Regions from separate parts of the Mus musculus genome. Here region 2 is linked to region 1. Evidence: chromatin contacts called from public Hi-C data. All regions are on one chromosome and are shown on one strand. Each heading gives the region's core, a stretch centred on a gene start, on an enhancer-like site or on the middle of the called end of the contact. The rest is flanking DNA. Distances are from core to core; before and after follow the strand shown. Region 1 holds the start of Prodh2 (proline dehydrogenase (oxidase) 2). Region 2 has its middle 12 kb from the start of Fxyd3.

What was found. A called contact is a pair of places that touch in the nucleus more often than the background predicts.
Region 2: a Hi-C map of pro-B cells shows a contact between it and region 1, with 4 times the contacts expected there. The contact joins the enhancer-like site here to the promoter of Prodh2 in region 1. A contact is called at or near these places in 3 of 39 promoter capture datasets (cranial neural crest, pre-B cells and second pharyngeal arch cranial neural crest), 1 of 484 Hi-C or Micro-C datasets (pro-B cells) and 1 of 9 other capture datasets (adipose tissue).

The regions. Positions count from the first base shown.
Region 1 is chr7:30,489,525-30,496,463 of GRCm38.p6, reverse strand. Prodh2 (proline dehydrogenase (oxidase) 2) reads right to left here and starts at 2,806. Exons shown (of 10, transcript NM_019546.5): 1 at 2,607-2,806; 2 at 2,336-2,532; 3 at 2,114-2,252; 4 at 1,940-2,026. The coding sequence starts at 2,780.
Region 2 is chr7:31,085,560-31,092,719 of GRCm38.p6, reverse strand. No RefSeq gene overlaps it. Among named protein-coding and RNA genes, the nearest start is that of Fxyd3, 12 kb to the right of the region's middle. Within about 2 kb of position 2,844, at least 99 of the 459 cell types and tissues checked have an H3K27ac peak or open chromatin away from gene starts, as enhancers often do. A contact at or near this core is called in adipose tissue and pro-B cells, where this site is marked.

The sequences.
Region 1 (6,939 bases), core at 1,557-4,056:
CCACTGGCCTGGCCTTGCTCACACTTGCTCACACTCACCAGACACAGCACAGGAACCTCCTCCCTCCCTCCTACCACTGAGGAGAGACTCTCTAGTCTCATTCGAGGGGCTTCTGAGGCTCTCAATGTTACAAATCCTAAAGCTGCGACCTCACGTTGGCTTTGTTTGACAGCTGGACCAGAGGTTTAATTTTCCTAGATCTAAGGTTAGAACTATGTACTAGAAGGAGTGGGGAATGTGAGACCCTGACTTAGAGTGTTTCTCCCTGGAAGGTAAAGCCCCTGGATGTTCCCCAAGCTTGTTTTCCTTGATCTCTAAAAATACAGCCAGAAAGAAGCTTTGTTCTCTATAGCCAGCAAAAAGCCTTTTTGTTTCTGTGCCTTACAGCCAGAGATGCGATAACTGTAGGAAGACCTACAAGGACATGGAGATAGACGCCAGAGAGGAGGCTACAGCTCACTCCCCCCCTCACCAGAAAGGAGCTGTAGCCAACTCTCCTCCCAACTCCTCCCAACTCCTCCCTCCTCCCAACTCCTCCCAACTCTCCTCCCAACTCCTCCCAACTCCTCCCAACTCTCCTCCCAACTCCTCCCAACTTCTCCCAACTCCTCCCTCCTCCCAACTTCTCCCAACTCCTCCCTCCTCCTCCCAACTCCTTCCAACTTCTCCCAACTCCTCCCAACTCCTCCCAACTCTCCTTCCAACTCCTCCCAACTCCTCCCAACTCTCCTCCCAACTCCTCCCAACTCTCCTCCCAACTCCTCCCAACTTCTCCCAACTCTCCTTCCAACTCCTCCCAACTCCTCCCAACTCTCCTTCCAACTCCTCCCAATTCTTCAGCTAGCTGTTAAAAGCCCCCTACTGTCACCGCTCGGGGTCGAACTCCCCTGCCCTGTATGACAGAGGGACTTGGTCCTCAGCTAGCTGATAATAAAACCTCTTGCGGTTTGCATCAGGTGTGGTTTTCTCTCGGGTCACTGGGTGCTGGCCAGCTCATCCCGGGACTTGAGAGGAGGCCCAGCTTCGGGGGTCTGACAGTTTGGAATTCTGGAACTTTTCAGTGGGTATATAAATGCCAGGGCTCCAAGAGGCAGGGTTAGTGGTTGTTGGTCCCTTGGGGGAGGATTGGTTGTAGTTTGTTAGTCAAGCTCAAAGAAGAAACAGAAGGAAAGAAATTAAGTTCAGGACTCTCTCCCCCCTCTATCCTTCTTGCCCTATCCCTAGTGTTAGGGCATGAAACCAGAGCAGGAGGCCGGGGGAGAAGGATACATGTAGGAAAAAGAAGAACCCACAAAAATAGCAAAGACCAGCTATACCAGAAACAATAGTACATGCCTATATCTCTAGTGGGGTGGAGGCAGGAAGATCAAGAGTTCAAAGGCATTCTTGGCTATACAGAGAGTTCAAGACCAGCCTGGGATGCATGTCTTAAAAACAAACCCACCAACATGTGTGAGTGTGTGTGTGTGTGTGTGTGTGTGTGTGTGTGTGTTATGTTATAGATGTTCTGCCTGCATGCTTGTATGCACACTACAGGTGTGCCTGGCACCTATGGAGGTCAGGAGAGACGGCTGCATTTTCTGGAACTGGAGTTGTAGATTGCTATGAATCACCATGCGGGTGCTGAAAACCAAACCTTGGTCCTCTGCAAGAGGGCTCTTGACTGCTGAGCCATCTCTCCAGCCAGTGCTTTTGAGGCAAGTCTCACTCTACAGCCCAGGCTTCAGCTTCCCACGTGCTGAGATTACAGGCATGCACGACCATGCTCAGCAACTGACCAACAGGTCTTATTCGTGTCCTGCCCTCTGTGGAGAAAGCGCTGTTGGTCTGATCCCTTCTCTGGATAGCTCTTCACCCCCACACTTCCCTTAGAACTCCAAGAGTCCCATGTTTATCCAGGCCAACCATATCCTCAGTGAGGAGCACCTGCATTCCTTACCCGACCCGAGTCCATGGCTTCTGCCAGCCTCTCAGGGCTCAGCTCCGAGGAGCCTCTGGGTCTTTGGATCCAAGCCGACAGCTCTTTCTGAAATGGGTTGGTGGCTGGCATGGTGAGGGTGTCCTGGTGGGCAGCCACCCCCACATCGCCACCCCCATCTCACTTGTCACTTACACAAAGCCGAGTGCTGGCTAGCGCGGTCACCTTCAGCTGCATGAGGCTGTTCCTGGCTGGGCCGTGGGCGTCCACGAGGGCTCGGGATAAGTCCACACAGCGCAGCATGGCGCTAAGGTTCTCCTCATACCAGACCTCACTGCCCGGCCAGTGGAGGTCAGCTTCCAGAGCCCCCTTCCTGCCCACTCCATCCTCCCTTCTACCCTTCCTCTCTCTACTCACCTGGTCTTGGCAGTGGAGTCTGGTTCCTCCTCGGTGGGTACTGCCAACAGGGGCTGGAGTCCCAGGGCCTGCAGCTGCCCGACACAGTTCCTCACTTCCTCTGCTGTCTCCCCGGCCACAAACTGCCCGTAGATGGATGCTCGAAGAAGTGCGCCTGAGAGCCGGGATCCCAGGAGTCGCTGAGACCAGGCCTGAAACTGGGTGACAGGGAACACATGCTCAGAGCCAGGTCTGGGAGACTTCCAGGCCAGACCTTGTGCCTACTGCTCACCGCTAGTCCATGAGTGACCAAAGGGGGCCAGGCGCATAGGCGAAGCACTAGCAAAGCCCGTGCCAGTTCTGCGGTTCCCTTGACATGGAAGGCCCCACCATCAAAGCGCAGGGGCTGCCAGCCACCTGTAGAGGGCTTGGAGGGGCCATACAGCGGCAGACGCGTCCAGATCATTGCAAGTGCCTGGTTACCACCACACTAGGGGAAGGGGCCAGGCAGATAGCAGCTGTACCAAATGCCCCTTGCCCAGCTGGGGGGCAGTTACTGATTAACTGGGCAAATCTTTAGGATAGCAGTCTCTTGGGGTGGTGGTGGAGGGTTAATAATTAATGGTTAGGGACAGAGGTCAGAATAACAGGACATGTACGCCCCCAGTGACAGCCCCCAATAACCTTTCAGCCTGACAGTACGACAGATCTCAGCTGTCCAGCTTGCATTGCTGAATAAGCAGTTGGGCCCGAGAGCAGGGAACTCCAGGTTCAAGGCAGCCGGGATTTGCAATCTTAGCTAAGTAACATCCTCTCTCTTGTTGCGATGATTTTTATCCTTCAGGGAGGAGCACTGCACAGTTCTTGTGTACACTTAAACTGCACACAGACCACAGCCCTGCTGTCCATCCTAAACATGTAGTTTGCAGAACTTGAACATGGGCATCAGGAAAAAAACAACCCAAATGTCCACCAAACGGGACTGGGTGAGGCATTGAGGTGGGTGCAGAGGGACCCAGGCAATGGGTACTCTTCAGCAATGAAAAAGTGAGCTGTCATGTGACACCAAGTCTTTTATTTATTTTTTTAAACAAATAAAAGATTGTTTGTTTTTATTTTATATGTATGCGTGTTTTGCATAACAAACGGCTGAGTACCACATGCCTGCAGTGCCCACAATGGCCAGAAGAGGGCATTAGATCCTCTGGAACTAGAGCCGTAGAGGGTTGTGAGCTGCCAAGTGGTTGCTGGAACCCTAATTTCAGTGTTTTGCAAGAGCAGCCAGTACTTTTAACTGTGGAGCCATCGCTCCAGCCCTGGATTGTTTGTTTTAATTTTTTCTTTGATCTGCCAAGTCTGCAAGGTGTGCACTGTAAAGCCATTTCCAATGACATGCCCCCCTTAGAGGTTTTTTTTTTTTGGTTTTTTTTTTTTTGGTTTTTCGAGACAGGGTTTCTCTGTATAGCCCTAGCTGTCCTGGAACTCACTTTGTAGACCAGGCTGGCCTCGAACTCAGAAATCCACCTGCCTCCGCCTCCCGAGTGCTGGGATTAAAGGCATGCGCCAACACGCCCGGCAGAGTATTTTTTAAAAGATTTAATTTTCATTATTTTAATTACCTGTGTGTGTCTGTCTGTCTGTTTGTCTGTCTGTCAATCTGTGTACATAAATGGAGGTACCCACTGAGAGGCCTCAGATCCACCAGGAGCTGGAGTTACAGACAATCTTGAGTCAACCAGCATGGTTGCTAGGAACTGAACGTGGGTCCTCTGGAAGAGCAACCAGGGCTCAAGTCTATGGAATCTTCTTTCCATCTCCACTACAGTATTAAAACAAACAAACACGCAAACAAACAGAGTCTCATACCCAGGCTGGCTTTGAACTCCCAGCAATTCTCCTGTCTCACCACAACCTCCAAGTGCTGGCTTTACAGGCATACAACACCATGCTCAAGATGTGGTATTTATATATGCTCATCTCCCCAGAGGATGATGCAGCTTGGAGACTCTTCAAATTCCACTGGGTGGGACTCCTGTGGGGTCACAGAGGCATTAACACAAGGACACGGAGCTAGCAGTGTGGGAGCATAAAAATAAACCATGAGACGGTGTGGTTCCTTGCACCCGCAACCTCGGCACGGACGAGGCTGAAGCAGGGGACCTCAAACAAAGCAAAACAAGACAACAAAAACCATCCAACACCCCCCCCCCCCGCCACACACACACACACACAAATGAGAAGAGCTGGAGAGACCAACTCAGCAGTTAAGAGTATGGGCTACTCTTCCAGGTCCCATCCAGTCCAGATCTAACACCCTTGGATGCACGCACAAACATGCTAGAAAAACATACATAGAGGAAATAGATGTATCATGAGACGCTAAGTTGGCTCAGTGGGCAACGGTGACTGTTGACAAGCTCGGTGACCTGAGTTCGACCCTTGGGACACATAAGGTGGACAATGAGAACTGACTCCCACAAGTTGTCCTCTGACCAATGCATGCACTCTGTGGCATGTGCATGCTGGCTCACATTCACACAAAACAAACAAACAAATGTAATAATTTAAAGAACAGTTAAGATGAAACAGAATGGGTGGAAGAAGAGGCTCGATCGAGCGCTTTGTGTCTGTCAGCGCAAAACACACAAAACACAGCCAGCGGCTCAGGGCCCGTAGCAGCTCAGGGCCCGCAGCGACTCAGGACCCCCAGCGGCTCAGGACCCCCAGCGGCTCAGGGCCCCCAGCGGCTCAGGGCCCCTAGCAGCTCAGGGCCCCCAGCGGCTCAGGGCCCGCAGCGGGAGGTTTTGGATTGTTAAACTTTGAGAAGGAGCCCTACCGAGTAGCCTAAGCTGTCCTGTGACTTACAGTCCAGGTCGGTCTGAATCATGCTCCTTCTGTCTCAGTCTCCCAAAGGCTGGGAGTGTACCGACGCTAGTCTCGTCAAAAATTCCTGAACAAAGTTTTGTGGGCAGGTCAGGGAAGATTTTTACTAATAGCTCAAAAGTAGTTACAGTGGGAGGATCCAGAGCCCCCTCCTGGCTGCTGACTGGATTACAAGAGGACCTTTATGGGGAGGGGGCAATCACTGGGGATGAAGGAAATACTGGTCACCTCGGGTTGTTCACTGTTCTGTACAGTGGTCTAATCCGCTGTTTTCCAAAGCAAGACCATGTCACCATCTGCAAAAGCAGGGGAGGCTTTGAGTGATGAAAGCACTGGATGGCTAAGTGACAGCTTAAGTGACTGTAAGAATTGCTTAGAGGCTGGGAACTTGGCTCTGCGGAGAGCTCTTGCTAAGCATGCGCATGGCCCAGGACTCTGTCTCCAGTGCCGCCCACAAACAAAAAACAACCCCTAACTCAGAATACAGCTTGGCATGCTGAAGTAACTCGTCGATGCCATCTGTTATTGTTGCAAAACGGCCTTCATAATTGGATGGCACATAAATCCCGGAAGATGTCCTTCTTGTTTCTTCTGCCACATTGCCAGCCTAGGTTCCCTCCACCTACAGCCTTGAACTTGATTTTGCACATCAGTTTCAAGAAGGTCCCTCCCGCCAATGTACTCCTGAAATCCTCTCCCTCAATGCGGGCATGGACAATGAATCTTTAATCTTGGAGTCCAGGCACTGTTTACCTATTGAAGACCCTCCCACCTGCCCCCGACCAGACCTAACAGGAACCTCCAGAACTGCATCTTATCAATGCTAGATCAGGTCTTTTCAAAGGCGCTAGTACCGCCCCCTTGTGGAGATTTAAGGAAACTGCACCAACGTCTGCGCTTGCTCTCCCTTCTTCACCAGATAATCTCACCCATGCAAACCCCATTTGTTCTATTTAGCTAAAGTTGGATACCCCACCCCTAAAATGTTATTGTAGCCGGGCAGTAGTGGCGCATGCCTTCAATCCCAGCACTCAGGAGGCAGAGACAGGTGGGTCTCTGAGTTCCAGGCCAGGCAGTTCTTTATGTTCCGGGACAGCCACAGCTACACAGTCCGTCTCGAAACAAAACAACAACAAAATGTTATTGTAACACCCAGACATGGAGTCACATGCCTGTAATTCAATACTAGGGAGACTGCGACAGGAAAATTGAGAGTTTCAGCTCAGCCTGGCCCACATAGTGAGGCCGTCTCAAAACAGCAGGGGCAGCAGGGAGGGGGCCGGGCAAGGGATGCGGCTCAGTGGTGGAACTTTACCGAGCATGCGCAAGCCTCCGGACTCACTTAGCGGCACACACAAAAATTATAGTGGTAAAAATACACATAAATAAAAACTTATAACTTAGCCACTTAAAAAACCCTTTCATTATATTATTTTAAATTATGTGTCTGGGGGTGGATATGTGCTCATACATGCAGATGCCCCAGGAGACCAGAAAAGGGAGTCAGATCCCGTGATCTGGAGTTGTAAGTGGCCCTGAGCCTCCCAAAGTGGGTACTGGAATCGAACCCAGGTCCTCTACAAGAGCAGTACTCACACTTAACTGCTGACCTTTAACCTTTAACCATTGTTTTCTTTGTTACTTTTAAATTATTATTATTTACCACATCCTGACCACAGTTTCCTCTCCCTCCTCTCCTCCCACTCCCTCCCCACCACCGTGCCTCTGCCTACATCCATCTC
Region 2 (7,160 bases), core at 1,595-4,094, 600 kb before region 1:
AGCCCCAGAACACAGCTGACAAGCTGGGCACAGCAGTGTGCAGTTGTAACCTCAGGGCTGAGGAAGCAGAGAGGGGGATCTTTAGGGATCACTTCCAGACAGTCGGTGTGTTCCTGGTTCAACAAGAGACCCTGTCTCAAAAAGTATGGTGAAGGTCGACAGAGGAAAACATAAGCACGCATGCTTATGTGAAGATCTGCCTTTTAAAGTTATAAGTAACAAAATTGTGGCCATAGTAAATTCTCAATTGCATCTATTTAATTATAAATGTTGTGTGTGGAATGAGTCGCCTGTGCCCAAGGTGTGTGTATGGAGGTCAGAGGACAGCTTTCAGTATCCCAGCTCCCTCCTTCTGTCACATGGGTTGTTGGGACTGAACTGGGCTGTCAGGTTTGACAGCAGAGGCCTTTACCAGCTGAGCCATCTCACCGGTACTTCCAGATAACTCTCTCCTGTGCCTCTTGGTCCCCCCCTGTAACTGTTTCAAATGCTGGAGGACAAGTGTGTGTCATAGCACCCTGTTCCCATTGTCCTCTGCAGATGCATGCCCAGTGCCTGACCCTGGGCAGCCTGCAGCCATGTACCCCTCCATCTGTAACAGCAACGACTCCTGCTCTGTTCTATGCATAGGCGTCAGACCTGTTTCAGGATCCTGGGTGACTTGGAGTGTATCAGGTACCTCTGTGGGCACCAAAGCACCCCAGATTATGGGGGAGCCAGAAGGCTGTTATTGGCATATTCGGGGGGAACAAAGTATCCTAGACAACTCTGATCTGAGTCAACTCAAAGGAGCTTCAACAGCCGGATAAAGGAGTGGCAACTTGGGCACGCTGGGGTTCTGGGTAGCTGAAACATCTTCATAGGGGTCTTAGGTGCTGGGTGACCACTCTACCTTACAACCTGAGGGGTGGACTCTGGGAGGGTCAGGGTGGGACAGAGGTGACTGGTGTACACAGGGGCCTGGGAAGCTCCCATGAACTGCTATTCCCACCCAGTCTGGCTGCTACTGGTCTGGATGTGGACAGGAGAGGTAGAAGAAGGAGGAAGGAAAGAGACAGTATGTCTGGGGCTTGCTCACTAGGTAGCACTATCACAGGCACCCAGGACCCAGAAAGAGGTCAGATCCCTACACACAGGACAGTGCAGGAGTCCAGCTGTTGTTACAGACAGAGAAACTGGGGTGTCCTATACCGTTTACATCACTGAGGCCATGGGGATCCTGCTCTCAGGTTCAAGCACACTCAGCAGATCCAGAGGGTGGTTCCATGGTTGTCTCAATCCATTCAAGTTGGCAATGAAGGTGAACTACCACTGTCAAATGCAAGGCTCTGGGTTTAATTCCCAATACTGGAACAAAACAAGGACCCATGAGATGGCTCAGCAGGTAGGGGGGCTTGCTGCCAAGACTGATGCCCTGGGTTTTATCCCAGGCTCACACTATGGAAGGAGAGAGCCAACTTTCTGTAAGACATTTTCTGACCTCCATATATGCACCACGACACACATACACACACATGCACACTGGGGGCGTGGCACAGTGGTAGAGTCCCTGCCTAGAATCCCCAAGTGAGGGCCTGGGGGCGTGGCTCAGTGGTAGAATGCTTGCCTAACATGTGTCTTAGTTTAATCCTTAGTGTCTCTGTTTCTCTATTTCTCTGTCTCTCTCTGTCTCTCTGTCTCTCTGTCTCTCTCTCTCTCACACACACACACACACACAATGTAATAAAATTTAAAATAATTTTAAAAGATTAGGCATCGTAGTGGATATGTGGCAATGGTTGGTGAGGGTCATCGAACCCTCAGAGACCCTCCCCTAAGCTGTCAGTCACCCTCACCCCTGCCCTGCTGCTGCTGATGTTAGAGAAGAGGTAGAAATACACGCTGTGGGGCTGCCCTGGTGTCCTTCTGGGTTGATGTTAGCCAGCCCTAGAAAGCCTGACAGCCCCAGAACTTAGTTATTTGTCTACCTTGTGGTAAGACACTAGGACCAAAGCAACTTATGAAAAAAAATGTTTAATCCATGACCCACAGTTCCAGGTTAGAGTTCTTGACCATCATGGTGGGAAGCGTGGCAGCGGGCAGGTAGGCAGGCAGGCATGGCACTGGAGCAGAAGGTGAGAGCTTACATCCTGATCCAAAAGTAGGAAGCAGAGAGAGCTAACTGGAAAAGGCATGGTGTGTTTTTCTTTTCTTTTTTGAGATTTATTTTATTTTTATGTGGTGTGTGTGTGTGTGTGTGTGTGTGTGTGTGTGTGTGTGTGTGTGTGCATATGAGTGCAGTGCCTAAAATGGTCAAAAGAGGGCATTGGATCCATTGGAGTTAAAGTTGCAGGCAGTCATTCACCGCCCAACTTGGGTGTTGGGAACAAATTCTGGTTCTTTGCAAAAAGCAATGCATGCTCTTAACTGCGGAGTTATCTTTCCAGCCCCTTCCTTTCCTTTGAGTCTCACTGCATGGCATAAGCATGCGCCATCACAATTGGGGGGGGGGTGGCAAGATACTAGGGATGAGATCTGAGACCTTGTGGGCAACTAGGCCAGCAAGAGCTTTACCACGGAACTACGCTCCCAACCAAAAGCTTTCTTGACAAGATTTCTGTTTCCTTCCTAACACACATAAGCAAAGCCAGTCTAAAGAAGGCAGGGTCACAGCCCAAAGGCTCTAGGGGAGTGTGGTGGTTTGAACGAAAAGTCCCTAATTCTTGGGCATCGGAATGCTTGGTCCCCAGTTGACAGTTTGGGTAGATTTAGGAGAGGTGACCTTGCTGGAGGAAGTATGTCACTGTAGGGCAGGCTTTGAGGTTTCAAAAACCTTGCCCTGTTTCCTGTATGTGACCTGTTTCCTGTTTTCAGTGTGAGCAGTGAAATCTCAGTGGCTGCTATTCTGATCCCTGTTGTCACTCTGTCTGCAACATTAAGGGCCCTAACCCTTTAGAACCCAGAGGCCCAAATTAACCCTGTCTTCTACAAATTGCCTTGGTCATGGTGTTTTATCACAGCTTAGAAAGGTAACTAAGGCAGGGAGTGTCGGGCCTGTCCCAGGAGTCTGATAAGGGCACAGCCCTATCCTCTACATTCTATTGGTGGCTGTGGAGGGACGAATAGGTTTGGTCCCTATAAATTTATATATTTGAATGCTTGGCCATAGGGAGTGGCCTTGTTGGAGGAGGTGTGACCTGTCGTAGGAAGTGTGTCACTGTGGGGGGTGGGTTTAGAAGTCTCCTATGCTCAAGCTAATCCCAGTGTGGGACACAGTCTCCCTCTGCTGCCTGCAGATCATGGGGTAGAATGCTCAGCTACCCCTCCAGCACCTCGTCTGCCTGTGTGCTGCCATGCTTCCCGTCATGATGATAAGAGAATAAACCTCCATTTCCATCATAAACCAGCCCCAATTAAATGTTTTCCTTGATAAGATTTGTCTTGGTCCTGGTGTCTCTTCCCAGCAATAAAACCCTAACTAAGAGAGTGGCCTTGATATGTTCACCTCGGTGCCTTGAGGAGAGTGTTGCAGACTGACACTGGCTTTTTAGTCCTCTGTGACTATTGTCATGCCATATCTGCCATGAAATATGATACCTATGTTCATGCCCAGTTTTGCCTGGGTAGGGACATGGGAGATGCCCTCTGCTCCCATACGGGCTATCTCTATCATGTACATCTCCAATACCCCCAGCTTCACAAGCCAGTTGCTTGCACAGCCTAATCCTCTGAGCTCCACAATGGGGAGGATGTGTATCACTGCCTCCCTACCCAGGCTTGCCATTGAGCTGGCTGGTACATCGGTCCACACGGCAACCTGTATCTATGACCTCTGTGTGCATCCCACTGTTGGGGGTTGGTGTGCTGGTAGAGATTCTGGGCATGCCCAGTGGGGCCAGTGCACAGCCTCAGCATGCAGCCTAGGAGACACCTGACAGCTTGTGGCAAGCGGTACCTGCTCTGGATTCCACCATGCCTATTGTCTCCTTCTACCTGTCAGAGGGGTTGACACCTCTCATGGATGGGGGTGGGATTTCAGCCCTGGTTCCTTCAAGGGCTCCAACTGTACCATCGGCTGCCTTGGTGGCTCTGGATTGCTTCCCATCCTGTTGGCTCCTCCTTCAAACAAACTCTCCCAGAACATGCTTGGCAGAGCCTCAGTTTCTCCCCAGCAAGAGAAAGAGTCCTGAGGAACTCCAAACGTCAGTTCACTGTACCCGGGCTGTTTTGATTGGTTCCTTCTTGAATTTGTCCTGTGGCCTGGGAACAAGAGACTCCAATTGGTATCTGCCTGCACCAGTCTTGGCCTCTGGGGAGATAGCCTGACAGAGGTTGGGATGAGGTTAGTGGTGGCAATAGGTACTGGCCAGTATCCAAAGGACAAATGTCCACTTTCCCTGTTCTTGTCTTGCTGCCAGGCCATCTTTGTCAGAGCATTAAGCAGTCTCAGCAGTCATTGTGACCACAATGTCCAGCTCCAAGGATTAAAGCTAGGGCTGTGTGCATGTAAAACAAGACCTCTACGACTGAACTATGCTCCAACCCCTCACTGGAGAATTGTAGGCAGGGGTGCTACCACTGAGCCATGCCCCCAGACCCTCACTGGGAGATTCTAGGCAGGGCTCTGCCACTGAGCCAGGCCCCCCAGCCCCTCACTGGGGGATTCTAGGCTTTCTACTAAGCTACTTCTCTAGCCCTTTTTGTGTTTTCTATTTTGAGACCATCTTTGCTGATTTGTTCCTGCTGGTTGTGAACTTCCCATGTTCTCTCCTCAGCCTCTGGTGTAGCTGAGACTGCACGTCCACACTGCCAGGATTGGCTATGCTATTATTGTCTCTTTGGTCCCAAACTATGCAGCCCAAGCTTACGTTGATCTTATATCCTCCTGCCTCAGCGTATCCCAAGTCCTGGGACTGTGGTTCGTTCTATTCTAGCTCAAATAAGGAATGCCTCTACTTGCCTGTGTAAGCACTGAGGAACACAGATCCCAAAGCCAGGCTGCCTTAGTGAGAACAAGCCCCACCGCTTTCTGTGTGCACTTGAGAAGCTTGCTTCATACTGCCTGCCCTTTTTCCATTAAAGAAGTGGAGGAAGAGGATGTCACACCCACCTGTGAAATTGTGAAGGCTCCAGGTACCATAGAGAATGTGGGACAAGGGCTCATTGTTGGTGTGAATGACACTCTCAGATGACAAGATACCAAAACACAGGACAGGCAGCAGGTAAAAGCCTGTCTGAAATGCTCCCTTCTGTCACCTCGAGAAGGGGACAGGAAGTACACCACTACCCACAACTGGATCCTGCCACAATGAAGCATGGGTGACTCTTTAAATCAAGTGGAAGTGTAGGGGGTGGGGGGAGGGGTGAAGGCCTGTCAGCCTAGTATTTGGAAGTTGGAGAAAGGAGCTGAGTTTAGGCTACATAGCCCTCAAGGAAACATCAAACCTGAGCATGAAATAATTTCGGAGAGCATGTGGTTTCTCAGCTCCTGAGGCCACAGGGCTGCCCTGACTACTGGATCCAGTGGCCAGAGTGTCACATAGTGCAAACTGGGAGACCTGCCCAGGTCGCTGAGGTGAGATTTGAAGTCAAACAGATGGACTGTAGAACCTATGGATGGGTACTCACACTGAGACAGGTTAAAAACTGTTTGGGACTTGGGCCTGAGGTTCTTAACTATTTCTGACAAGGCAAAGAGTCCTGCAGTGAGAGCCAGGACACAGGCAAGCAAGCAGGCCAGAGGCGGCCCTGCTAAGGAGACCCTGTGATCTCCCAGCTGCTGGCAGGACATGTGGAGTCTTCCAGAAACAGGCCCCACACGATGCAGCCCTACAGAGTTCCTGTCTGTCTGTCTGTCTCCTTCAATTGTGACATTAGGTGCAGCATTGCTCATTTACTTTTACAGCACTGAGGACTAAATCCATACCTCCTGCATGTTAGGTGAGAGAGTTACTGCTGAGAGAGCCGCACCTGCAGCCCTGAAGAGTTCTAACAAATAGCTTTGGACCCTTTGTCAGAGCCCCTGGCACAAGAACCGTGGGGCCATCAGCACCACTGTACTCATTACCATGATAACAACTAACACCACCACCAAAAACAACCCTCACCCCTATCACCACCATCACTGACATCACTATCATAATCACCACCACCACCAACACCTCTACCATAGCCTCCTCCAATGCCTCCACTGTCATCATCACCCTCACCATGGCCACCACATCTTCACACCAGTCCCTCTGCTGCCCTCAGCCCTTTCAACTCCTCTCTGCTCCTGTGGTCCTCTTCTGGTTGGAACCGCCTCCAGCAGAGCCTGCTCACAGAGTCACATAGCCCCAGCTGCCTTCCTCTAGAGCCAACCTGTTTTTCCCACGGCCATTGCTCTGGGACTTGTGTTCTGGCTTCGGTGAACCTTTGATAGGTGCCTGGCACCATATCAGGATAGCCGTCAGTGTGACTTGCGTTTCGTCTAAGTGGCTCGGTCTAGCATGGCTGCCCCATGGGAATGAGTCTACATTCCCACTGACACCTTCTGGCGGTGTGTGAGCCACTCCACTGCTGTGGGCCTTCTGCCTGTACTTACTACAGCATCTGTCCTCTAGCAGACCAGGATAGAGGTGTGGAACTCTTAAGGCCACACACCCTCTCCTGGCACCTGTCATACAACCAGGTGCTCCAACCTCACCATAGTGGTGGGAGGACACTTGAATCCTGGGCCCCTACAAAACTGTCTTTGTCTCATGGGTCCTCTTGCTTGCTGGGCTTTAAGGGAGAGCATGGCAAACACTCCACAGTGTTCAGTGTTGATGGAACCCCGTCTGTCTGTAGAGAGAAGGAACCCTGACCTCACTGAAGCAAGCATCACGGTGCTCAGAGACTCGCCTGCTGACTTAAGCCCAAATCATGCAATGGCTCAGACTCCTGGAAAACCATACATTATACCTCCGAGTGAAAAGCCTCCTAGTGAAAATGCAAAGATTGAGGGTCCACAGAACCCCTTGTATACCAGTTTGGTTGACCAGAGGTACAAGTAACTGTAAACATCATTAAAACAAAACCAAAGGAGTCAAAATTTTAGATTCGGTAGCTGAAAATTGCAGTTCGGGAACCAGGCATGGTTTGATCAAGGTACTAACTTGGTTTCTCAGCTTTTCTCTTGGTCTGTGGCCTTCTGTAATATT